Regions from separate parts of the Columba livia genome. Here region 2 is linked to region 1. A link is a contact called in public Hi-C data. All regions are on one chromosome and are shown on one strand. The core of a region is the stretch at or near the end of the contact, and the rest is flanking DNA. Distances in the headings are between cores, read along the strand shown. Region 1 holds the start of CEP76 (centrosomal protein 76). Region 2 holds the start of LOC110355623 (centrosomal protein of 290 kDa).

Region 1 (5,636 bases), core at 2,724-5,223:
CAGGCCAAGTGCAATTTTTTTACAGCTTATTATTTGCTTACTTTCTATAGTAATAACCAACAAAGTCCACTGATGAGCCCTGTATAATGTGTTTTAATAGTATATTGAGTATTTTATGACCTATGTACACAGCAAAGCAAAAGAACCCTGCCCTACTGAACAGTACTCAGTAGAGGGAAATACGTCACTTAGTCAAAAAGCACAGAAACATTAATTAGGTCTTTCAATGACACAAACATACCCAAGAAGTTGCTCGTCATCACGCTGGTATGCATGGCTGCTAGACAGAAGAACGACTCTGGCACATTTGCTGCTTTTCACCCAAGAAAGAAGAGTTTGACAGAAGGGCCTGTACTTGTTCTTCATGCAAAGACAGATTAAAATGTGAAAAAAACATTGTGTCAATTTAAAAAAAGCCAAAAGCCAACAACACTAGGTGTTATATAGAATGTTTAGCAGTTGTGTAAATTTTTCTTCATATCCATTTATTCTTCAGCTTCAGATACATTTTTAAAAAGCAGAGGACTGCTCTGGTTGTTCACTTAAAACTACACATATAATGACAAAAATTAGCAATAAGACCATGTTAACAACAATAGTACCCCCTGTTTTGTGTGCCATTAACGCCAATGGAAAAAGCTTTAGAGTAAGATGGGATAGTAGGAACACAAAGTATTTTGCTAAAAACTGCAGCATAGATTTCTTCTGGTATAGTATTCTGCTTATTTTAAATTACAGCCACTGTCTGGATGATAAGTAATTCCAAATTCTTCATTTTTTACATAATGAACATAGTTCAAATTAATATAGAACACTACAAAATAATTAAATTGGCATGACATAAAAAATTAAGCTATTACAATAAAAGACAAAAACACAAAGTCAGTTTTTATAGCTAAAATTGTATCAACTGCAGAAGGTGTTATAGCACAAATTAGAAAAATATTTTGCTCTCTTTCAGTCTGTGGGTTTTTTCCAAGTTTTATAATGTGGCATAGTTCTTCTAGTTTTGTTTGTTTAGTCTGGTCTAATGTCTTAAAATTTACCTAGGCCACTTAAACTATTTTCCAGCAGAACTATCCAAACTGAATAGTGAAGTAAGAACAATCAATGAACATACATACCTTTATAAAAGGTGATCTGATCTGCAGAACTACAAGTTTCTTTGAAGGCAATGAATACACTAGAAGAAGAAGTAGTAATTAAATTTTGTAAGGAGAAAGCAAGAAATAGATTTTGGCTTAGAAGTATCCAGATTTATCCGATTTACAAAGCTGAGGATAGTACACCTTTCAACTATCAATTCATACAGGAAAGCTTCACAATATCCAGAGTGTTAAAAATACATATTTTTGAGCATTGTCTTCACTAGATTTAATTTCACTTGTCATAAATTCAAACAATTGAATGAAGAAAAATATATTAAGTTCTGCCTCTCATAATGATTAAGACAATCTCTTTATACAGCTTTTCAAAGATTATGACAAATCATTTGGAGATTTCCATTATTTAAGACGGGGGAAAAAAGATGCAATGCAACAGTCAATATAGGGAAAGAATCCTGAGAATTTGAAGCGGGAGAAATACCACAGAAGGAAAAGGCAAACAGAAGGACAGAAGGAAGCATAAATATCTATCTACACCAGAAGTCCAGCTTGCATTCCAGCAGTTTACTACAAGTACATGTACACTTGATGTTGCTTTGGTGAAAACCTGCAGATCATTTTGGCTGCACTGTAATATGGTCAAGAGTCAATATTTCTTAGTGGTTCCATATGTCAAATCGGTTATCCAAAATAACAATCGTAACACTTTGCAAAGTGTACATACATTCTTATCTGTAAGTTACTGAAGTTATTACTGACCTTAGTTTAAACACTGTTCATGTATGCAAAACACAACAACAACAACAAAGTGTGACACTCTTGCACCTTATGCAGCTGGCAAATATCTTCAGCATTCAACACCCACCTTCAGCATTTATACTCAGCTCTGTTGAGTTTTCTTCTGCTGTTGCATATGGATTATTTCCAACCATCGGCACCAGGCAATCAGTGTAGAAATAACCAACTTTAGTCATGTTGAGTGTGGAAATCACTAGATCTACTGCCAGCTGACCAACATTTCCCACTGACACTGCTGGCTGAAGTAAGAAAAGTTACTGAATTACAGCGTGTTTTATGGACAACACAATATGGTCTTCAAAGAGTGGAAGTTTAAACTACTACATTCCTTGACAAACATGATTTCTAAAAGTGGCTGCTCATTATTTGACAAAGGTGACTATTTCTTACCAGATTATTAATACACACCTTGGCCCCGTCCCACAAAAACATCCCGGCCACATCTGTGAATAAACCCATCGCATTGTACACTTAAATAAAGGCTTGGAAGCCTGTCTCCTCCCTGTCTTTTTTTTGACACAGAGGAGACCAAAGTCACTCAAACCACTAAAGCTGAGATTGGTGGCCCTCAGGTGACACCTAATGGTAATGTTGATATTACACTTTAAAGCTATAAGCCTGTAAATAGACCTATGTACAAGAGGATAATAATGCTAAGGGTCATCTTGGATTCATTTCATAGGAATCGCCATGGGTTATCACCTATCAGGGCAGCCACTGACCTAATCTCATGGCACAGAAAGAGAAATTCAAGAATTCGTGTCCTGTAGACAGAAACAAATACTGGAAGACCACGACAAATTTTTTGTTGCTTCCCTCTAATTTATAAGCAGCTGCATTTCTAGGTATTTCTGCTGCCACCAATTGTGGAAATATCAAATTTGATGCTGATAAGCTCACGGTGAAAGAGAACCTAACATTACTTAAGAAGTTGTCATTAAAAACTGGCTGGTACTCAACAGCCTGTTACTCCCAAAGAAAACAGCAGTGATCTATTTCCTGTGGCCAGTCAGCTGATCTGCAATGACTTCCCGTGCCGCCTGCAGAGTCATTACAAGCTGTGCAGCCCTCAGTGAGAGGTGATAAGCTTACCTTTAAGTAATACAGTTAAGGGACTCACTAACAGGAAAAATAATGGTTTGCTACTTCGTAGCCTGCCCTGGAACTCTTACCCCACAATAACCAATGTAAGCTCAGGTTAGGTTAGGTTATCCTAAATTGATTTCATACCATGTACGAAGGTGATTAAAACACTTCCTAAAACAATGCTAATCGGAGTTTAAATATAGCAAAAATGAGATTTTTTTTTCATTAAAAACATATATATATATGGCATCTAAGTGAAAAAATACACTTTTATTCCAGTGCCAACCCACAGATGCCGCAAATTCTGTGAGACGACATACAGCACTTTAATCTTAGAGTGAAAGCATGTAGCTATAGCTCAGCACATAATGTTCCCCTTGACGAGCAGAAAAGGACGGGCTGAGGAAGGAGAAATCGAGGGAAACGGAAGAGAGCGCATTAAGCTCTGCTGGAAACAGCGCTGGGAAGGACCCCTGAAAATCCGCCTCTTTCACTCAGCAAAACACCCAATACACACACGGGCACAGCAGCCGCCTGCCCAGCGCCTCTTCGCTTTCCCTCATGCAAGTGCCAGGGGCGACCCCCAAGCAGAGCAGAGAGAGACGAAAGTGCCCAAGCCCTCCTGCCCCACAGATGCAGGCGATCCAGGAAGACAGGCCCCTGCCCACACCCCACGGAGCGGAGAGGAGCGCTCAGCTCCGGGGTGCCCTCTTGGGGCGGCGCCCCCCCAAACCCATCGAGACGGGGAGAGGGGAGAAGAAACAGGCGCACAACCTACCATGAGCAGAGTGAAGCCTTTAAAGTCGGAGCTGGCGGAGCCCCCGCCACGGTCGCAAGGAACAAACATGCCGGCGGCGAAGGAGGGAAGAGGAGACAGGAAGCAACGGCCGCGTCTCCCCTTTCCTCAGCGGGGCGGGGAGTAACGGCCGCCGTCGCTCGCGCTGCGCCCCCCAGCGGGCGAGGCGGCGGCCGCGCCCCGGGCGGTTACGCCGTCGCTCGCGCGCGTTGGAAAGGCCGTTGGGGGCCCCCTCCCCGCTGCTGCTGCCGGAGTGGGAAGTGACTCGTCCCCGCTCTTGCTATGGCGCTGCCGCCGGAGAAAGCCTCCGAGCTGAAGCAGATCATCCACCAGCAGCTGGTCAAGGTGGGGGTGTCTGCGCGGTAGAGCGGCGGAGCGACTTCTCCTGTCGCAGGGGGAGGGGTGGCCTGGTCGGGCTTTGCTGTTCCCCGTGCCGGCGGTGCGGAGCCCCGGCCCCTGGCGGCAGCAGTGCCCGCTCGCTCCCTCCCTGCCCGTTCTTTGCTTTGTTTTCTCTACTTCAGCAGCTTCAGGTGGTTCCCAGGAGCCATTCGCGCCCTCTTGCACAACGGCCAGCGGCGGTTCGCGCTCCTGTCTGATCCTTGCCCCGCTTTGCGGCCTTTTCCTCGCCGTCTCCTACCGCCCCCGCTCCCCGCCCTCATCTCTGCTTTCCTGGCTCCCGGAGAGATGAAGCTGAGGTCCCTGCCGCCCTGTCCGCTCCTCCTCTTGCTGCTCTCTCGCTCCGTGTCGCTGCCCTGGTCAGGGCAGGGAGAGGCCCGCGGCACTGGCGGCTGAGTCGGGGAGTCGGAACCCTGAGACCGAGGCTTTTTGGTGTTTTTGGTTCCTTTTTCACAGAATGGTTGGGATTGGAAGGGACCTCTGGAGGTCATCTAGTCCAAACCACCTGCTAAAGCAGGTTCACCCGAGTAGACTGCACAGGAATGTGTTCTTTGCTTGCTGCTTTTTGAGAGAAGTTATTGGGCTTGGATTGATGGGGAACTAAGTACAAATGCTTCAGCTCATGCGTCGCAAAGTATTGTAAGTCCCAGTGGCTGTGGGCCTAACATCCCTCAGTTTTGCAGATCCATGCATTTTAACAGCTGAGATGAAGGACAGAAATTCTGTTTTCCCTTTGAGCACAGGGGAAGCTTTCAATGGAGATTTCCTACTTCTGTGTCTTAAGTATAAAAGTGTACTTTTCCCCTTAAAAAATAAGAAACTATTATTCTAAAGATGAATCTTGAGGGAGACGAGATTAAAACAGTGACCATTTTATATTTGATGGATTTGCAGACCTTTTTATAAGGAGGCAAGTTCAAGGCAGGGAATGCTGTAAAGAGCAGTGAAAATGCTCAGGTTTGGTATGGTCATGATTTTTTAAACTGGTAGTTCTGAAAGGATGAATGTTTTTATGTAGTTATTTCTGTGTTCCTAGGAGTATATCTTTAGTCTTATTGAGTGACTGTTTAGTCATAGCTGCTACCATTTAAAGACCCCGTATTTGTAGCATATAGTGAATTTTCTTTCAGATGGATGTCCATGGCAGGATCAGAGAAGTTCTTGCTGAGACTATACGTGAAGAGTTAGCACCTGAGCATCAGCAGTTATCCACAGAAGATCTGATAAAAGCCTTAAGACAACGAGGAATCATTGATGATGTTATGAAGGAACTTAAATTTGTAACTGTAAGTAGCTTTTCAAGAGTGAAAATATTTTTGCTTTTCCTTCTTACTGACATGGTGTTTTGACAAAGTGAAAACTCTCTACTTCTAAAGGTTTGTAATGGCTTTACTGATTGGTGACATATCAGGAGCAGAACAGCTTAAGGCATTTGCTAAAAGTGGTTTGGTGAT
Region 2 (5,507 bases), core at 2,136-4,635, 290 kb after region 1:
ATGAACATGTTTCCCAGTCAAGTACTCAAAAGTCTTTTATAATTTGTATAAAATGTGGTTTATGTATACATGCAGACTGCCATTATCTTTTGATTTTTGTATTCTTCAAAATCTGATGTCCAGTGCTACCAGCCTTGGGCCATTTTTACCGATCTTTTGAGTATCTTTAATTGATGGGAATGTAAGTCCTAATGAGCCTTCTACATTCGTTATAAAATACTATTCCTGATATTCAGGTGGCCTTGCCTTGCATGGTATTAAGCAATTATGACTACTCCTGACATTCCCAATATTGAGGAAAAAATTATTATCCTACTCGTACTGTGTACAATGAGTTACTGGTATGTGGGGTCTGCTGGGTTCCACTGTGCTAATCTTTCTCCACCCCACTGTCCTGTACTACAGTTTCCCTTTGTCACTTGAAAATTTATTTCTGAAGTAGTCATTCTACAAAATTTTGCAAAATATCAGTATTATTATATCAGAGTGTGTTCTTTTCTAAATGAGAAAAATTTCTAAAATAGAATCATTGAAATGTTGGCCTAAAAGGGGCTTTAAAGTGAAGTCTTTGTCTACTTGCTGAATGTCAGTATGCTGTGCATATTGGATATACCTGTGTCCAAAGTCACGCCTGATCAGCTGTTTCTTTGATCCACTTGTTAAAAGCTCTAGTGAGGGAGATCTATGTGTATTTTTCTTCTTTGATATTAAGAAAATTTTCCCTGTCATCCAACTGATATAACCTCTGTTGGAAAGTAACTTTATTCCTGCCCATCTTCTTCTGGAGGACACAGGAAACAATTATGACTGTCCTTTTTAACTGACTTCATCTTTTATTATTGAAATGATTCTTGGCAGTCTCAGTTTTCTGGACTAAACAAACACAGTTATTTCAACCCTTCCTGGTATGCTGTATTTTCTTCCTCATGGAATTTTTATTCCTGTTTTCTAGACTCCTCAGGACCTCACCTGAGATCTTGTTTGTGCTGGATAAACCAGAATAGAACTGAGTAATTACCTCTCAGGATATTGCTATTCCATCTGAAAACAGGATCTCCCTTTCTCTGCAGCACCACTGCATTGCTCGATAGTATTATACATCCCAAATTGATTTTATTTTTTTTACTGCTACTGTAGCTAGTTACATCCAGCCATCTCTTTATCAAGAAGTGACTTCCTGGTTTTCATACTATGAACTGTCAGTTGCTAATTTATTCAGTGTTAGTTGCTGATTAAAGTAGCAATTTTGTTGCCAGGCTATTTGGGGACAAGGTGACTCCTCATGGGCCCCAAGAATTAGCAGTGTTGTGTGGCTGCTTCAGCAATTACGGAACCAATACAGAAATCTTCGCAGATAGGATTTCTGGCAGCAGTTGGCAGCACAGGCGCATCGTTCCCTCCCACGTGCTCTCGGCTTGTCAGCAGCTTCATAGCTTGGATCTCGTGTATATTCAGCCCAGCACAATGGCTTTTACCTTGCACTGTGACCTGTGTGCAGAGTGCAGGGGGTCGGCTAGATGGGTGACAGGCTGATCCAGGTTGATGGGGTTGCATCCTGGAGCTGAAGGTGCACGCCCCACCTCCCCTTCATCTGGTTACATTTACAGTACCCGGGGTGCCTTGTAATGTGTTCGGTAAGTTGTAAACCCATGGTAGGCAGCAGTGACCTGCTGGCGTCTCCCTTCCTCTCTTCCTGGGCATGAATGGTTCCTTGCAAAAATTGCCAGGCCCTGCCATCAGGTGAGCTACATGGTCAAGGTGGAGGGGCAGGTGGTATCTGGCAACATTTTATCAAAAAAAAAAAAGATGGCAACATGTCATGGGCTGTAAGTAACAAGACAAGCAACATTTTATACAAAGACAGAGAGCAAAAGACTTTGATTTGAGATCTAGAGAGACAGAAACAGGAAAGGTTTTGAACTGGTGATAACAGGCAACAGAGGGCAGCAGTAATCACCGTTTTGGGTCAGTCTTGCTGTGATGGATGATCTTGTGGCTGTGGATGCCTTCTGTTGGCATGTTATCTGTTATGGTCCAGTCTGCCGCAAGGGTGAAATGTTTTTGCCCTGCCTGTATGCCCTCCAGCCTGCTCTGCCAAAAAACACCTGCAAAATACGAAATAAAAAAAAAAAGAAAGACAAAACCCAGCAAATAGCAGTAATACCAGGTACCACAAACACTAAGACACAACCCATTGGGCATTAGGTCGTTGTACCTTGGACAGCCTGTTGTGATGGGAGCAAGAGATGCAGAATACACTGTTGTAGAGATACGTGACTTGGTGTGTGTTGAGGTAGAAATGTCCCCATGCAGGTCTGTAATTGGCAGCGTTCTCAATCCCAAGCACTCAGTTGCCACTAGTCACGGAAAATTAACTTGTGAATAAAACTAAGGACAATGTAAAAGAGATGGGCTGGCACTGGGTGTTCTTAGGCTGTCTCCAGAGGCCGCAGCAAAGCCGATTCTGGAACCCTACAGCTGGCTCAGAGTCCCGTGTCACCGGCCGCCACAGGCCGGGCAGGAGATCTCTGCCTCACGGGCGGTGAAACGCGCCGGGCCAGCCCCGGGGCGAGCCCTTCCCAGCCGCGGCACTGCCGCCTGCCTCCCGCTCCAGCCGTGCCTCTCCCGAGCTGGGAGGGGTGGCTGACACGCCAGAAGGCTGTGCTGCCATCCAGCGAGACCTGGACAGGCTGGAGAGTTGGGCAGGGAAAAATTTAATGAAATATAACAAGGGAAAGTGTAGAGTCCTGCATCTGGGCAGGAAAAACCCCAGGTTCCAGTATAAGTTGGGGAACAACCTGTTAGAGAGCAGCGTAGGAGAAAGGGGCCTGGGGGTCCTGGTGGACAGCAGGATGACCATGAGCCAGCACTGTGCCCTTGTGGCCAGGAAGGCCAATGGCATCCTGGGTGTATTAGAAGGGGGGTGGTTAGTAGGACCAGAGAGGTTCTCCTTCCCCTCTACTCTGCCCTGGTGAGAACGCATCTGGAATATTGTGTCCAGTTCTGGGCCCCTCAGTTCAAGAAGGACAGGGAACTGCTGGAGAGAGTCCAGCACAGAGCCACAAAGATGATTAAGGGAGTGGAGCACCTCCCTTATGAGGAAAGGCTGAGGGAGCTGGGGCTCTTTAGCTTGGAGAAGAGGAGACTGAGGGGTGACCTAATTAATGTTTATAAATATGTAAAGGGTGAGTGCCATGAGGATGGAGCCAGGCTCTTCTCGGTGACAACCAATGATAGGACAAGGGGCAATGGGTGCAAACTGGAACACAAGAGGTTCCACTTAAATTTGAGAAGATACTTCTTCTCAGTGAGGGTGACAGACACTGGAACAGGCTGCCCAGGGAGGTTGTGGAGTCTCCTTCTCTGGAGACATTCAAAACCCACCTGGACACATTCCCGTGTAACCTCATCTAGGTGTTCCTGCTCCAGCAGGGGGATTGGACTAGATGATCTTTTGAGGTCCCTTCCAATCCCCAACATTCTGTGATTCCGTGAGGGAGCGGGGGGGAGCAGCGGGCGCTGCGAGCGCTGCCGTTTCCCTGGCAACGGGGGGGGAAGGGAGGTAGCCGGGGCCTTTGACACAGTGCGGTCGCTCACCCATGACGTCAACTGTACGGCGCCAGTGCGGATGGGCTTTGGTGGCCAAGGCGCCCGCCCGAGCGGCGGTGGCAGGCAGTGAATAGGGCAGCTAGGCGGGGTCCTTCCACGGCGCGGTCGCCGCGGGCGGCGGGCGGATTTGTGGCGGCGGTACGGGCGCGATGGCGTTGCCGTCTGTGCACAAGTGCCTGCGAGTGAGTGGGGACCTCGGTAGTGCCGGCCCGCGGGGCCGCCGTCCGTCCGTCCGGCGGTTTTTCTTGCTGCTCCGCCTTCTCTGGACAGAGCATCGGTCGATTGTGTCGGTGTTACTGAATAACCCGTGGGTCAGGGCAGTGTAGGCAGGTGCATTTGGGTGGTAGACGAAGCGATAAGCATCATTCTATGGTGCCGGGCGGGGTTCAGCAAACCTGCACGCAAGAAACTCTACCACTGCGGCTGTAGTTTGCTCTTTCGGCTTTGGTGAGGTTAAAACAGCAATAACAACAAATCATAGAATACCAGGTTGGAAGTGACCACAAGGATCGTCTGGTCCAACCTTTACTGGCCCAACACCCTGCCCAGCTGAAACTAGAAAGTGCCTGAGCTTAGTTGCAGAGATGGTGTTTAGAGTTTATAACTGAAAGTTTGTTTGTTTTGTCCCTTTGTGATTTATTTTTTTAAATACAAAACCAGTTCATCTTATCATTCACTAATGAATTATGAATTACGTTAGAAGCCTTTAATAGATGTGTTAAAAAAGCTGTGTGATAGTCAGTTCTTCATAAAGTTTGAAGCCAATTATTTTTCCAGTCCTTTTCCTTTATGTATTTATATAGTTCAAGGTAACCACAGTAAAACTTTTGGGAGGTAATTTTAATTTGAAATATTATCAGCTCAATTAACACTTTATTTGAAAAAGTTGCTTGGTTTTTCTTTTTCAATTCTCTTCCTTTTCAGCTCAGTGATGAAAATGAACAGTTAGTCAAGAAGTTGAAAAAACTACACATGAGAAATAAGGATCTAGAAAAGAATCTGGGTCAGATCCAAGAAAAACTGCATCTGCAGCAGTTAATGCATGACTGTGTCACAAGCAGAGAGTAAGAATTGTCAAACTTTTCTTTTTGCATCAAAAGAAGCGCAGTATTTCAGGACTTTTACCCTTATATTCTTCAGATGGCCCAGGCCTTGTGTGTTCTCCATATTTTGAGGGGCTGCTGTTGAACAGGATTGGGGGACGGAGAATTCTGGAAGTGTGTAAAGAAACAAAGGATGGCTGGGGCAACTTGGACAAAATTCCTTGTTTTAGTGAAATAAACAGTTTTAATATCAATAAGTAGTAACCCTGCTTAGCCACATGCTCTCTCTCTTTAACTGTATAGAGTTTTAGACTATTTTTCCACCAAACATAAGTAACATAGTTAAATTGCATCAATGCTGTTTAGGAGATTCAGAAACTGTGACCTTAAGACCTGAAAAACCATAGTGGTAGTGTTTTGGAGAGAGTCCTGCCAGGATTTAAGTAACTGTTGCAAAAATTTGAAGTTGAAATTTTGGTACGTTTATGATCCTGCATGGAAATCTCTATTGTCAAATTAAACTGAAAAGTAATTTAGCCTTTTTCAGTTGCTTTGTTTGATCCAATTAAGATTGTAAAATCTAATTTTATTAAGCTGTTGTGTTTGTTTTAATGAAGTGTTCAAGTTCAGACAGAAACCCAATTATGGCATAAGGGTGGATACGGCAAGGATCTTAATCTAGAGAGTGACAATGTCAGGTGAGTTCTTGGAAATTGGTTCTTTACAGAATTAAATATTCTTCTGTGTAGGGTAGAATGTGTTGTTCCTGGTTAAACCGGTTGAGTTTTTGTTAACTTTTATCGAAGCTGCTTTCAGCCTTTGAAACAATGGAAAACAATTTACATTTTTAAAAGG

The links. A called contact is a pair of places that touch in the nucleus more often than the background predicts.
Region 2: a Hi-C map of liver shows a contact between it and region 1, with 2.2 times the contacts expected there. The contact joins the promoter of LOC110355623 here to the promoter of CEP76 in region 1. A contact is called at or near these places in 2 of 2 Hi-C or Micro-C datasets (crop and liver).

What each region holds. Positions count from the first base shown.
Region 1 is chr2:106,999,479-107,005,114 of bColLiv1.pat.W.v2, forward strand. It overlaps CEP76 (centrosomal protein 76), which reads left to right and starts at 3,974. Exons shown (of 11, transcript XM_065053091.1): 1 at 3,974-4,131; 2 at 5,313-5,468. The coding sequence starts at 4,069. It overlaps PSMG2 (proteasome assembly chaperone 2), which reads right to left and starts at 3,955. Exons shown (of 7, transcript XM_005514026.4): 1 at 3,769-3,955; 2 at 1,972-2,143; 3 at 1,125-1,183; 4 at 242-360. The coding sequence starts at 3,837.
Region 2 is chr2:107,288,284-107,293,790 of bColLiv1.pat.W.v2, forward strand. LOC110355623 (centrosomal protein of 290 kDa) reads left to right here and starts at 3,386. Exons shown (of 8, transcript XM_065053113.1): 1 at 3,386-3,791; 2 at 4,534-4,673; 3 at 5,270-5,350. The coding sequence starts at 3,759. All of the region lies in intron 1 of MPPE1 (metallophosphoesterase 1), which reads left to right.